Regions from separate parts of the Sus scrofa genome. Here all the other regions are linked to region 3. Evidence: chromatin contacts called from public Hi-C and targeted proximity ligation data. All regions are on one chromosome and are shown on one strand. The core of a region is the stretch at or near the end of the contact, and the rest is flanking DNA. Distances in the headings are between cores, read along the strand shown. Region 1 has its middle 83 kb from the start of EEA1. Region 2 overlaps UBE2N (ubiquitin-conjugating enzyme E2 N). Region 3 has its middle 190 kb from the start of NUDT4.

Region 1 (4,006 bases), core at 685-3,184, 130 kb before region 3:
CAAAGGAGAAGATTTGTGTTTGAGTCACGAAGTGGAGGAAAGAACTGCCCCTGAGGGTGAGGCGAAGGTCAGGAACCTGTGTGCTGATCTCATCTCCGACACTAATTGGGTCTGAGACTTAGGAAAGCCACTTCAAACCTCGGGGCTCTTCAGCTTTATCTGTACGGGTGGGTGTGGCCAGATCAGCATTTCCTAAACCACGTCTCTTGGGACCCTTGACCCCTTCTGCTCTGAGTGTAGCCACGAGCTAGGTGTGGCTGTCAAGCACTTGGAAAGCAGCCAATTTAGAATGTAAAAACTAAGGTAGGATCTCATTAATAGTTTTACCTTGATTAATGTTGAAATCATAATACTTTTATAATTGAGGGAAATAAAATATTATTAAAATTAGGATATTACGGAAGGCTGTGATTGCTGTGGGGATAGGAGGCAGAGGGGAATTCTCAGTAGTTTCTGCTCAATTTTGCTGTGAACCTAAAACATCTTTAGGAGTTCCTTTCTTGGCTCAGCAGAAACGAATCGGACTCGTATTCATGAGGACACGGGTTCGGTCTCTGGCCTCGCTCAGTGGGTTAAGGATCTGGTGTTGCCATGAGCTGTGGTATAGGTTGGAGACAAGGCTCAGTTTCAGATGCGCTGTGGCTGTGGCATAGGCTGGCAGCGACAGCTCCTATTCAACCCCTAGCCTGATAACCTCCATATCCTGCAGGTGTGCCCCCACCAAAAAAAAAAAAAAAACAAACTCTAAAAAATGATAGATAAAAACTTTATATAAAAAATTAGGCAAAACCTATTTCCTTTTTTTTTTTTTTTTTGGCTCCTGTGACAAATGGAAATTCCCAGGCTAGGGGTTGAATTGGAGCTGTAGCTGCTGGCCTCTGCCAGAAACACACAGCAATGTCAGATCCAAACTGTGTCTGCAATCTACACAGCAGCTCACAATAACGCTGGATCCTTAACCTAATGAGTGGGGCCAGGGACTGAACCCCGGTCCTCATGGATACTAGTTGGGTTCATTACTGCTGAGCCACAACAGGAGCTCCCCTATTTCTTTAAAAACTAGCGACCAGAATATTTAAAATTGATATGTGTAACTCCAGATATGCAAGGTATTTCTAAATGACAGTGCTGCTCTACAATCTGAGAGAAGTCCCTCTGATCAAACACTGCATCTCACATCCCCTCCCGACCCCCTCCAACCCCTCTCTCAAGTCATAGTGCTCATCAGCCAAGTGAGCACACTGAGGCTGCTTATGGTATCCAGTGTCTAGAAACCTGTATAATTGGCATTTTCCTTTCTTTTTTTTTTTTTTTTGGATATAACATTTAAAAATTTTTATTATAGCTGACTTACATAATTGGCATTTTCTAAATGCATTGATCATAAACTCTCTTTTCCACTGAGCATCTCTTAATACCTCTCAGCTCTGAGGAAGACATTTTGGAAAGCAGTGGTCTGGTTTTTCTATAAAGTCTTTTTAGATTCTAATAATGTGTGATGAATGGATCTACGTACACGGAAGGAAGCCAGGAGCCAGTTTTTCAGATGTTGGTTCAGATAAGGAGAGTTTTAGGGAGAACTCCTGTTCAGCAGTCCTTCCTGGGACAGACTGCCACCCACGGAACCCTGGAAGGGAGGAGAATTGGGAAACCAGAGCGTGGACCGGGCCGAGGGGTGGAGGAGGCGGAGCGGCATGTGCTTTTGGAAGGATGTCCTCGGAGAAGCCTCGTGCCCTCCCAGTAGAGCCCTGGCTCTCCCCGGCTTGGGATGTCGATGCCCTCAAAAAATAAGCATCACAAGGAACACCTACGCCTCGGAGAGAACGTGCAGGGACAGAACAAACCCTCAAAGGGACTCACACAACGTGGTGTTCCACGTGGAGACGCCACAAGTGGCTGGAGGTGGCAGAAAGTCCACAGTTAGGGGGACACATTACCTGTCCGTGAGTCCAACCCAGGCCCCGGAGACGGATCTGTTCCACACTTTCTGGCCTCTCACCTCCAGGCCTCCCGGGAGCAGGGGGGCAAAGCCCTTGAGTGCTTATCTAGCCAGATAAGGCAGGGAAGCCACAGCCCGTGGCCTCAGACAGAGATTTCTGGGCGGGTGATAAGAAACCTCTTTCTAGTCTGGCATTTCAGCCTGAGCTTCCAGACAGTAACCCAGGCCGGGTGCTATATTACCTCGGATATCTGAGGGGGTTCCATTATGAGAGGAAGTTTCTCCTGGATGAACCTCAAAAAATTCTATTTCCTCTGTAAAACAGAGGAAATGCTTACTAACTTCTCCCTTTTCCTCTGTAACTGCCAACATATTGCTGAATAGAATGTGCCGCTTTTTATAAATTCCAAGCATTTATCCTGAATTAATAGCTTCTATAGTTTTATTGAGATTAATTTATATAGAACCAAATTCACCAATTTTTACTGGGCCTGAATTTTAGCAAATGTATAGTCATGCAACACCCCCACAATCACGTTTTAGAACACCTCTGTCACGCCTGAATTTTCCTCAGATCCCTTTGCAATTAATCCTCACCCCTACTCTACACCCCAGGAAACCACTGATCTGGCTGCTGTTGCTGTAGTTTTGCTTTTCCTAAAATTTCATGTAAATGGAATCATGCTGCACAGCATATATGATTTTTTTCTGGATTTTTTTCCCTTAGTATGATGCTTTTCAGATTCATTCGTGTTGCATCAGCATCCTGTTCTTTTTAGTTGTTGCTAATCCATTGTATGTCATTGTTTTCTTTTTTTTCTGTACATCAGGTGATGGGCATTTGGATTGTTTCTAGGTTGGGACCATTATGAAAGAATGTCGCCAGGAACAGGCATGTGTACGTCTTTCAGTGGACATACACTCTCGTTTCCCTAACAGGTAAATACCTAACCGTGGAATTGCTGGGTCATATTCATTTTTTGAAAGGGCTGTATGTTTTTGCATTTCCACCAGCAGTATATGAGATTTCCAATGGCTTCCCATTCTCACCAACTCTTGTTATTGTTAGTCTTTTAAATCTTATTCTAGCGTGGGTGTAGTGGTATCTCGTTGTGGTTTTAAGTTGCATTTCTCTTATTACCAATGACGCTGAGAATCTTTTTGTGTGATTTTTGGCCATCTATATATTTTCCTTTGTGCAGTATCTATTCAAATATTTTTCTGATTTTACCATTGGACTGTTTTCTTATGATCGAGGTGTATGAGAATTTTATGTTGTCTAGATACAAGTCCTCTGTCAAATATATGCCTTACAGGAGTTCCCGTCATGGCTCAGTGGTTAATGAATCCGACTTGTATCCATGAGGATGTGGGTTCGATCCCTGGCCTCGCTCAGTGGGTTAAGGATCTGGCGTTGCCGTGAGCTGTGGTGTACGTCGCAGACGCGGCTGAGATGTGGAGTTGCTGCGGCTGTGGTGTAGGCGGGTGGCTACAGCTCCGATTGGACCCCTAGCCTGGGAACCTCCATATGTCGCAGGTGCGGCCCTAGAAAAGACAAAAAACGAAACAAAACAAAACAAAAAAAACCCTTTCATTTCTTAATCGTGTTTTGTGATAAGCTAATGTTTTAATCTTTATGAACTTCCTAATTTTCCTTGTATGATTCATGCTTTTCGTGTTCTATGTAAGAAAACTTGACTTGATTCCAAGTCACTAAGATTTTCTCCCAAGTTCTTCTAGAAGGTTTATGGTGTTAGCTCTTAGATTTAGGCCAATGATTCATTTTAATTTAAATTTTGTATATGTTGTGAGGAAAAGGTTAGGTACCTTTCTTAAGTCAATATCCAATTATCCCAGCACAATTTTTTATTATTTTATTTTATTTGCTTTTTAGGGACACACCCACGCCATATGGAAGTTCCCAGGCCAGGAGTCAAATCGGAGCTACGCTGCCGGCCTACACCACAGCCACAGCGACCAGGGGTCTGAGCTGCATCTGCAAACCACACCACAGCTCACAGCAACACTGGATCCCTGACCCACTGAATGAGGCCAGGGATCGAACCT
Region 2 (3,646 bases), core at 774-3,273, 220 kb after region 3:
TTCTCTGCCTACACACTTCCAGAGCGATCTCATCTCATCCAATGAACTGAAATAGTAAACACACTTCCTATGTGCCCAAGCCTCCCCAAATACATATCCGACACAGATTTCTCCCCAAGCGTGCCTCTTCTATTCGTAACTGTGGGACAGCGCCCCTCAAACGCCTAATAGTCACCCCCCACTCAGCACGATCTTTGACACCTTCAAAGTGCCCCTCCCCCCAAGCATTCTGCAAGTCAGTTACTGAGAAATCCACCCTGTCAAATGGTTGACCATTGCCTTCATAACCCACCCATCTAACCTGATAAGCACATTCTGTTGGCTTGAACTTCAAATCTACCCATGACTGGCCAGACGTCTCATCACTCCACTGCTACACCTCTGATCCAAGCCACCAAGGGCTCTCCCCTGGCAAAGGGCAAGAGATAACCAACTTGTTCTCTCCGCTTCTGCCTTGCACTCCTCACCCCACTGCCATGCCCATCTCTATTCTACAGACCTTTTCAAAAGCAAAAACCGTATAATTCCACTCCCCCCCCCAAAAAAAGAGGCTTCACATGACCCCCTCATGCCACCTATCCCTCAGGCCTTCGGCTCAGCTTTCCTCGTCCTGTCTCCCACCTCCACCCGGACCTTCCAGCCAGATGAACTGCTCTGTAGTCCTTCAGCCTGCCAGGCATCCTCTTCCCTCAGGGGCTTTACAAAGGGTTCCCTCTTCCCTTTCCACAGAGCTGGAACCCTCAGCTCTGAGGGTCTTCATTCAAATCTATTTTCTCAGTGAAGCCTCTACAATTCAACATGCAGACCCCAATCCAGCCTATCCCACACCCTCCTTCTATCCCTGCTCCCCCACTACTTCATCTCCAGGGCCTCCAAACACACTGCATATGGCACTCACTCCGCTCAGAATGGAGGGAAAAGGGAGACCTGCGTTCATTTACTGCTACAGCCGCAGCGTCTGGCACAGTACCCAGCGCCACAGAGGTTTGCAAAATACTTGCTGAATTATCCATCTACGTGATGTTACAAAGAACAAGGTATAAACGATCAGAAATTTCATCTTTAATGTTAAAACAGGGTTATTCCGTGAACGACATCACAATAGAAAACAAAAGGATCCAGTCAGGCATGGGAAGATATAATCTAATTTCCGTTTACAAATTTAGCCAGAAAAATGCTAATATTCAATACACGAACTGACAGTAGTGAGTGTAGTTTTACATATTAGTAACAATATATTGTCAACATTTTGAATAAATACATATAGTCAAAAACAGCTAAAACACTTCTGTATTTAAGCTTTTAGGTATGACAAATAATGAATGAGAATAATGTATTTACACTGCTTTTACTTAAGAAAAATTATACACCTTCCACCACTTCATTCTACAGCCTGCAGTGTATACACTAAAAAAAAAAATTTCTCTGTCAGCACAATTATATACTGAAATAATCATAAGATGGAACTACAAAATCTAATCCTTCCCCAAAATGCGTTAAACCCACAGGCATTTAAAGTAATGTTTTTAGTAATGGTTTTAACTCAAGACTAATTTTTGTTTTGTTTTAATCATAGCAATGCAAGGGCAATTCAGATCCTGAAATGCTAAAAACTACTTTCAGCAAAATATTCTGTAGATTCAAAGAAAAACATTTCCAGAGCATTAAAGACCTCAGGAGGCAATAAAGCAGCCTCCCATCTTGGGAAGTCCTCCAACAGGTAACTGGAACAAAAGAGGCTGGTTTTCACCTTTAGGGGAAAAGTGAAGACCGGGATGAACAAAAGGAGGAAATGAATGAGAAAAGAAGTAAAACTGCTTGAATTTTGACTCCGCACCTCCATTCTTTTGTTTTATCCCAAGTCCTCATATTTTTAGAAAGCCATAAAGAAGGAGGGAGAAAGAAAAAAAACAGAGAGAGAGAGAAAGCTGGGGCCCAAGGGCCCCAAAACACCACTCCTAGTTAGATAAAATAGTAGCAGCTCTATTCAAAGCTATAAAAAGCTGCCAGAAGGGCCTCCAAGATCACATCCAAAAATAGCTTCAAATCACTCTCAGAGCGTCACTCTGTCAGAGACAGACAGGGCATTCATTTCCTCATCTTCAGTTCACTCCCCAAATCAGATAATCTTTCTAAAGAATGTACGTATTGAAGAAACACACCAAGTGGCCTGATCAAGCATAAGGCGTAATCGGAACACACTGTAGAATAAGCTCTTAGGTACAGAAAATTTTTTGAAATAGTTTTTACATGGTCTCAAGTCCTAATGGATTTGGATATAATGAATAGATGCATAATTATCTGACTACAGAGCACTGATTTCCCAAACAAACCCATAGCATAAATTACAGGAGGAAAAAAAAGAATAAAACCCAAACCAAATGGAACAACCCTTCCATAGAAGTCGTTGTCAATTTTTTCCCCTACAAAGGCAAAAACTGGGAAGGAAATAAAAGCCTTCCTGCTACTACTCACACCGAGAAATGTGCAACACATTCTAGCTTTACACTATTCTTTTGTAGACAGTGATGTATTAAGTCTAGAAGTACTGGGCTAAAGTTACTACAGTGTTGGCTTAACTATATTTCTGAGGAGGTAATTTACAAGGCTCGGCGCCTCAGCTTCCTCAACCACATCGTTAGCCTCTCGTGCAGAGGTGCTATGAAAATTAAATGAGAGAACACTGTAAAAGGACTTGACAAATGAAGTCACATGAGAAGACTACAGTCATACGTAACCAATTACAAGAGAATGCAGGGTAAGAACAAAGCACAGTAACAAATCTCAAGATTTATTAAGTGTTCCTAAAAAAAAGAAACTAACATCTAGTTGCACTTTGTGACCCTACTTGTTTAAAAGCAATCCTGGGACTGGATCCCAAGTAGAATTTTAGCTCAGATCATGCAAAATAAAAGGTAATACGTTTCCCATCACGGCTTAGCAGAAACGAATCTGACTAGTAACCATGAGGACACAGGTTCGATCCCTGGCTTCCATCAGTGGGTTAAGGATCTGGGGTTGCTGTGGCTGTGGTGTAGGCCAACAGCTCCTGCTCTGATTCAAACCCTAGCCTGGGAACCTCCATATGCCAGAGGTGCAGCCCTAAAGAAAAACGAAAAAAAGAGAAAGTAATGTAGACTATGTTTAGGAAATCGGTTGCTAAAAAGTAGAAACGGATGTACATAAAAATAGAGTATGAATTTAAGTGGCAACACAATTAAGGTCTCAAGGAAACTACCTCGTCTTACAGAATGCATACAGCAGTTCATGCTACAAATACTTTAAGAAGGAATTAAAAAACACATCAAACTGATCTGATCAGGACAGATCTACTGGGACTCAAAAGAGCAAAATCCCATGGAGTTCCCGTCGTGGCGCAGTGGTTAACGAATCCGACTAGGAACCATGAGGTCGCGGGTTCAGTCCCTGCCCTTGCTCAGTGGGTTAACGATCCGGCGTTGCCATGAGCTGTGGTGTAGGTTGCAGACGCGGCTCGGATCCCGCGTTGCTGTGGCTCTGGCGTAGGCCGGTGGCTACAGCTCCGATTCAACCCCTAGCCTGGGAACCTCCATATGCCACGGAAGCGGCCCAAGAGATAGCAACAACAACAACAACAACAACAACAAAAGACAAAAAGACCAAAAAA
Region 3 (3,935 bases), core at 228-2,727:
AAATGTTTATTTCCCCAGAGGAGGAGAAAAGACAAGTGAAAGTAGGGCACTTTTGTACTGTGTACAAATACAACAATTTCCAGAGATTCATATAAGATTTGATATAAAACTGAGGCATGTAGAAAGAGCTGTTGCCAACATCAGATCAGTCTGTTTACCTCTGAAAACTAGGTTCCCCTCTCCTTTTAAACTACAGCAGTCTGGTTTTTTCCTTCATAAAACTGCCATGTCTGCAAAAGTACCCATGTGTGTGCTGTGTGTGTGTACATAGGGCCACCCGTGTATCTTTGCGCAGGTTATGCACTGCACAAAACGATCACATCGGAGGGGGTCCCCTTCACATTGTCAGCATTGTGGATTTAGCTTTTTCTTATGACAACTATCTTGCAAATGCAATAAAATGTTCTAATCAAATCAGTACATTTGATAACTTCCCAACAGATGGAATCAAAAGGGTCTTAAGGTATGTGCTCCTTTTTCAATCATGGACTCAATAAATGGGCTAGCAATGGACTTGAACTGCCTGATGGCCTGAGTTTGAATTCCTTCCCTTTAAATCACTCACTGACTTTACAATCTTCACAAGTTACTTAATGGCCCTGAGCCCAAGTTGTTTCAACTGTAAAATGGGATGATATTATGGAGAGAATTGTTTAAAACATTAAATATATATGAAACAGTGCCTGGCATAGAGTAAGCCCTCCATTAAGTGTTAGAGATCAGTTATTATTATATTATTCATACTTATTCTAATTTCATGGATATAAATGTGTATTTATGTGTGTTGTATCATTCATAAGCTCAATGAATAAATTATTGCAATGGACTTCAAAAAGACTATCTCCACCATTTTACTAACCCAGACTGTTTTAAAAAGAGGACATTTCTCCAAACCATCAAGCTTTGGAAAATGCTGTAAAGCTCAAGGTCCAAAGAAGCAGCCAGGGTTTATAAGCCTCTCTGCACACAGGAGCTGTATGCATATGCTGATCAGGAGTTCTCAGAAGAAAAATTCTGGGGTTTTTCCATCCTTCTAAGTACTTGGCCAGGACGCTCCTAATGGGAAAAGATCCAGTGGGAGTTGCCAGCCACAGAGGGGGTATTACCCCACAGGCAGAATAGTCAAAACGCTTCAAGAGGTTAAAAGACTATTTTTAAAAGGGAAGAACATAGAGTATGCCTTTAACTTGGTGTTAAAAATAAACTCAGCTGCCTCCTGTACACTTCCCACCTCCTCCCACCGTCCTCCCATACCCTGCCTGCCCATGTGAAAGAGCCTGCGTGTGTTTCATTTTGCTTCTTCTCATGAGCTTTCTTTTTTTTTTGCTCTTAGCCAAACATGGGCCACTTGGTTTTCAGTTCAATAAAACAAGTTGCATTCCGTCTTCAAATTTCCGCAGGGACCCACGGAAGACAGGCTGGATTACAACTCAGAATTAACCCATGTCAGAGGCTGAGGAAAAGCTGTGTCCAGAGATAGATTAGCAAAATGGAGCCCTGCCAACTTTCCCTCAAGCTGGGAAGCGTCTGCAGGGCAAGGGGTGGGGGGCCTTAGGCAAGGGGGCCTTTTATTGAATTCTGTTTAATAGTGAGGTTTAAGCACAGACCTTTCCTGAGGCATGATCATTCATGGAATACTGCTTTGCTGAGTTTGTTTCAATAAATTCCATTAAACAACCACAAGAATCCTATAGATCTGATATGCCAGTATTTGTCCAATAAAAGAGCTAATCTATATAGCAGAAGATCTGCTGTTCTAGAATGAATAATTTCCATTTCTTCTTGTCTGTCGTTGGTAGAGGGCCATCAAGCTCCCAACGGAAGGCAAAGGTGCTAGAGAACACAGACACACAGGTCTGGGCTCTGCTAATATGTCAGCGGGGGAAAAGGCTGAGAGATGAAGGGGTCTCTGGGAACTTGTTTACCTAAAAAGGTTCAGAGGAAGAAAAAAAAGATAGCCCTCAGTTAAAGAAAGAAAATTCCAGCCTCAGCTCAGCCTCCAACTTGAAGTGTCACCTCAGTTAAACCTTTCTACAGCTTCCTTTTCACAAAATGAGATCCCTCCCTTCTTAGATGCCTTCTTAAAAGTAATATATAATTGCTGAATTAAATTTAATTGATAGAATAAAATATGTATTAAGGATGTAATGTCTAACATTATTATTATTTTTTTTTTTTTGGTCTTTTTGCCTTTTCTAGGGCCACTCCCACGGCATATGAAGATTCCCAGGCTAGGGGTCTAATCAGAGCAGTAGCCGCCAGCCACAGCCACAGCCACAGCAATGCGGGATCCCAGCCGTGTCTGCAACCTACACCACAGCTCACAGCAATGCCAGATCCTTAACCCGCTGAGCGAGGCCAGGGATCGAACCCACAACCTCATGGTTCCTAGTCGGATTCGTTAGCCACTGTACCACAACGGGAACTCCAAAATTCTTTTTTCTTTCTTCTTTTTTTTTTTTTTTTTTTTTTTTTTTTTTTTGCTTTTTAGAGCCATACCTGCGGCATATGGAAGTTCCCAGGCTAGGGGTCCAATCAGAGCTACAGCTGCAGGCTTACACCAGAGCCACAGCAACACCAGATCCGAGCCTCGTCTGTGACCTACATCGCAGCTCACAGCAATGCCAGATCCTTAACTGGCTGAGCGAGGCCAGGGATCGAACCCACAACCTCATGGTCCTTAGTCAGATTCATTTCCGCTGCGTCACGACGGGAACTCCATAACATTATTAATGTTAATACTGCTGTATGTTATATATGAAAGTCATTAGAGCAAATCCTGAGTTCTCAGCACAAGCAAAAAATTTCTTCTATTTTGTATCTACATGAGGTGAATGTTCACTAAACTTACTGTGATAATCACTTCCTGATGTCTATAACTTAAATCATTATGCTGTGCTGTATGTCAATCATATCTCAATAAAACTGGAAGAAAAAATGAAAAAAACAAATGAATAAAAATACTATGTCAGAGCATACTCAGTTTAAAAAGCTCAGTACAAATGCGTCCTTATTCTAAAATTGTTCAAATTTAATAAAGTGACTGATGTATTTCTAGAAAGTTAGAAGGGAAATTTTACCAATAAAGGTAGAGCTTGAGCCAGTTGTTTTTCATTTTTCATGAAAGGAAAGCACTCTAGTCTAACAGCATATTTGGGATCGCTAGCACTTACTTAACCAAGTATGCCTTATAAAGCAGAGTAAGAGTGGGATGCCAGCTTCCCAGCTCACAAGGCTCAACCTCTGGGGCACTATGGGCTCTCGAGAAGGGTCTTCTACTCCATGTGCTCAAGATGTTATTCAAGACCCAACAAAATCCTGTTTTCAGAGTTCCCACTGTGGCTCAGGAGTAATGAACCTGAGTAGTATCCATGAGGATGCAGGTTCGATCCCTGTCCTGGCTCGTGGGTTAAGCATTCGGCCTTGCCATGAGCTGTGATCTAAGTTGCAGACATGGCTTGGATCCCGCATTGCTGTGGCGTAGACCGGAAGCTGCAACTCTCATTTGACCTCTAGCCTGGGAACTTCCATATGTGGCAGGTGCAGCCATAAAAACCAAAACAAACAAACAAAAACCCCCTATATTCACCAGATGTCTATGCAACTACTTTTCAAATATATATAGATTGGTTGTGATTAATCAACTACACTTAATAAATTACAAATTTATTAATTTTGTTTTTGTATATGCACTAATAAAATATAAACTCAATTAAAAACATTACCAAAATCAGATTTTCAACCTTTCTTCTTTCTTTCTTTCTTCCTTTCTTTCTCTTTTTTAGCACTGACCATTGTGGATTTATTTGTATTAATCTACTTGCTCAAATTATTTCCTTTCCTTGAGCTCTACTGTATACTCTGCCTATATTTTACAAGAGCAAAAGCCAAAATACCTCAAATATAATAGCTAGGTATGAATTTAACAGGCCAAT

Evidence for each region. A called contact is a pair of places that touch in the nucleus more often than the background predicts.
Region 1: a contact with region 3 is called in a Hi-C map of fetal liver, with 1.8 times the contacts expected there. A contact is called at or near these places in 2 of 47 Hi-C or Micro-C datasets (fetal liver and liver) and 1 of 2 datasets of targeted methods (skeletal muscle).
Region 2: a targeted proximity ligation map of skeletal muscle shows a contact between it and region 3. A contact is called at or near these places in 1 of 47 Hi-C or Micro-C datasets (liver) and 1 of 2 datasets of targeted methods (skeletal muscle).

Annotation. Positions count from the first base shown.
Region 1 is chr5:90,047,154-90,051,159 of Sscrofa11.1, reverse strand. No RefSeq gene overlaps it. Among named protein-coding and RNA genes, the nearest start is that of EEA1, 83 kb to the left of the region's middle.
Region 2 is chr5:89,699,973-89,703,618 of Sscrofa11.1, reverse strand. The region is part of intron 1 of UBE2N (ubiquitin-conjugating enzyme E2 N); the gene reads right to left. Among named protein-coding and RNA genes, the nearest start is that of NUDT4, 26 kb to the left of the region's middle.
Region 3 is chr5:89,914,188-89,918,122 of Sscrofa11.1, reverse strand. No RefSeq gene overlaps it. Among named protein-coding and RNA genes, the nearest start is that of NUDT4, 190 kb to the right of the region's middle.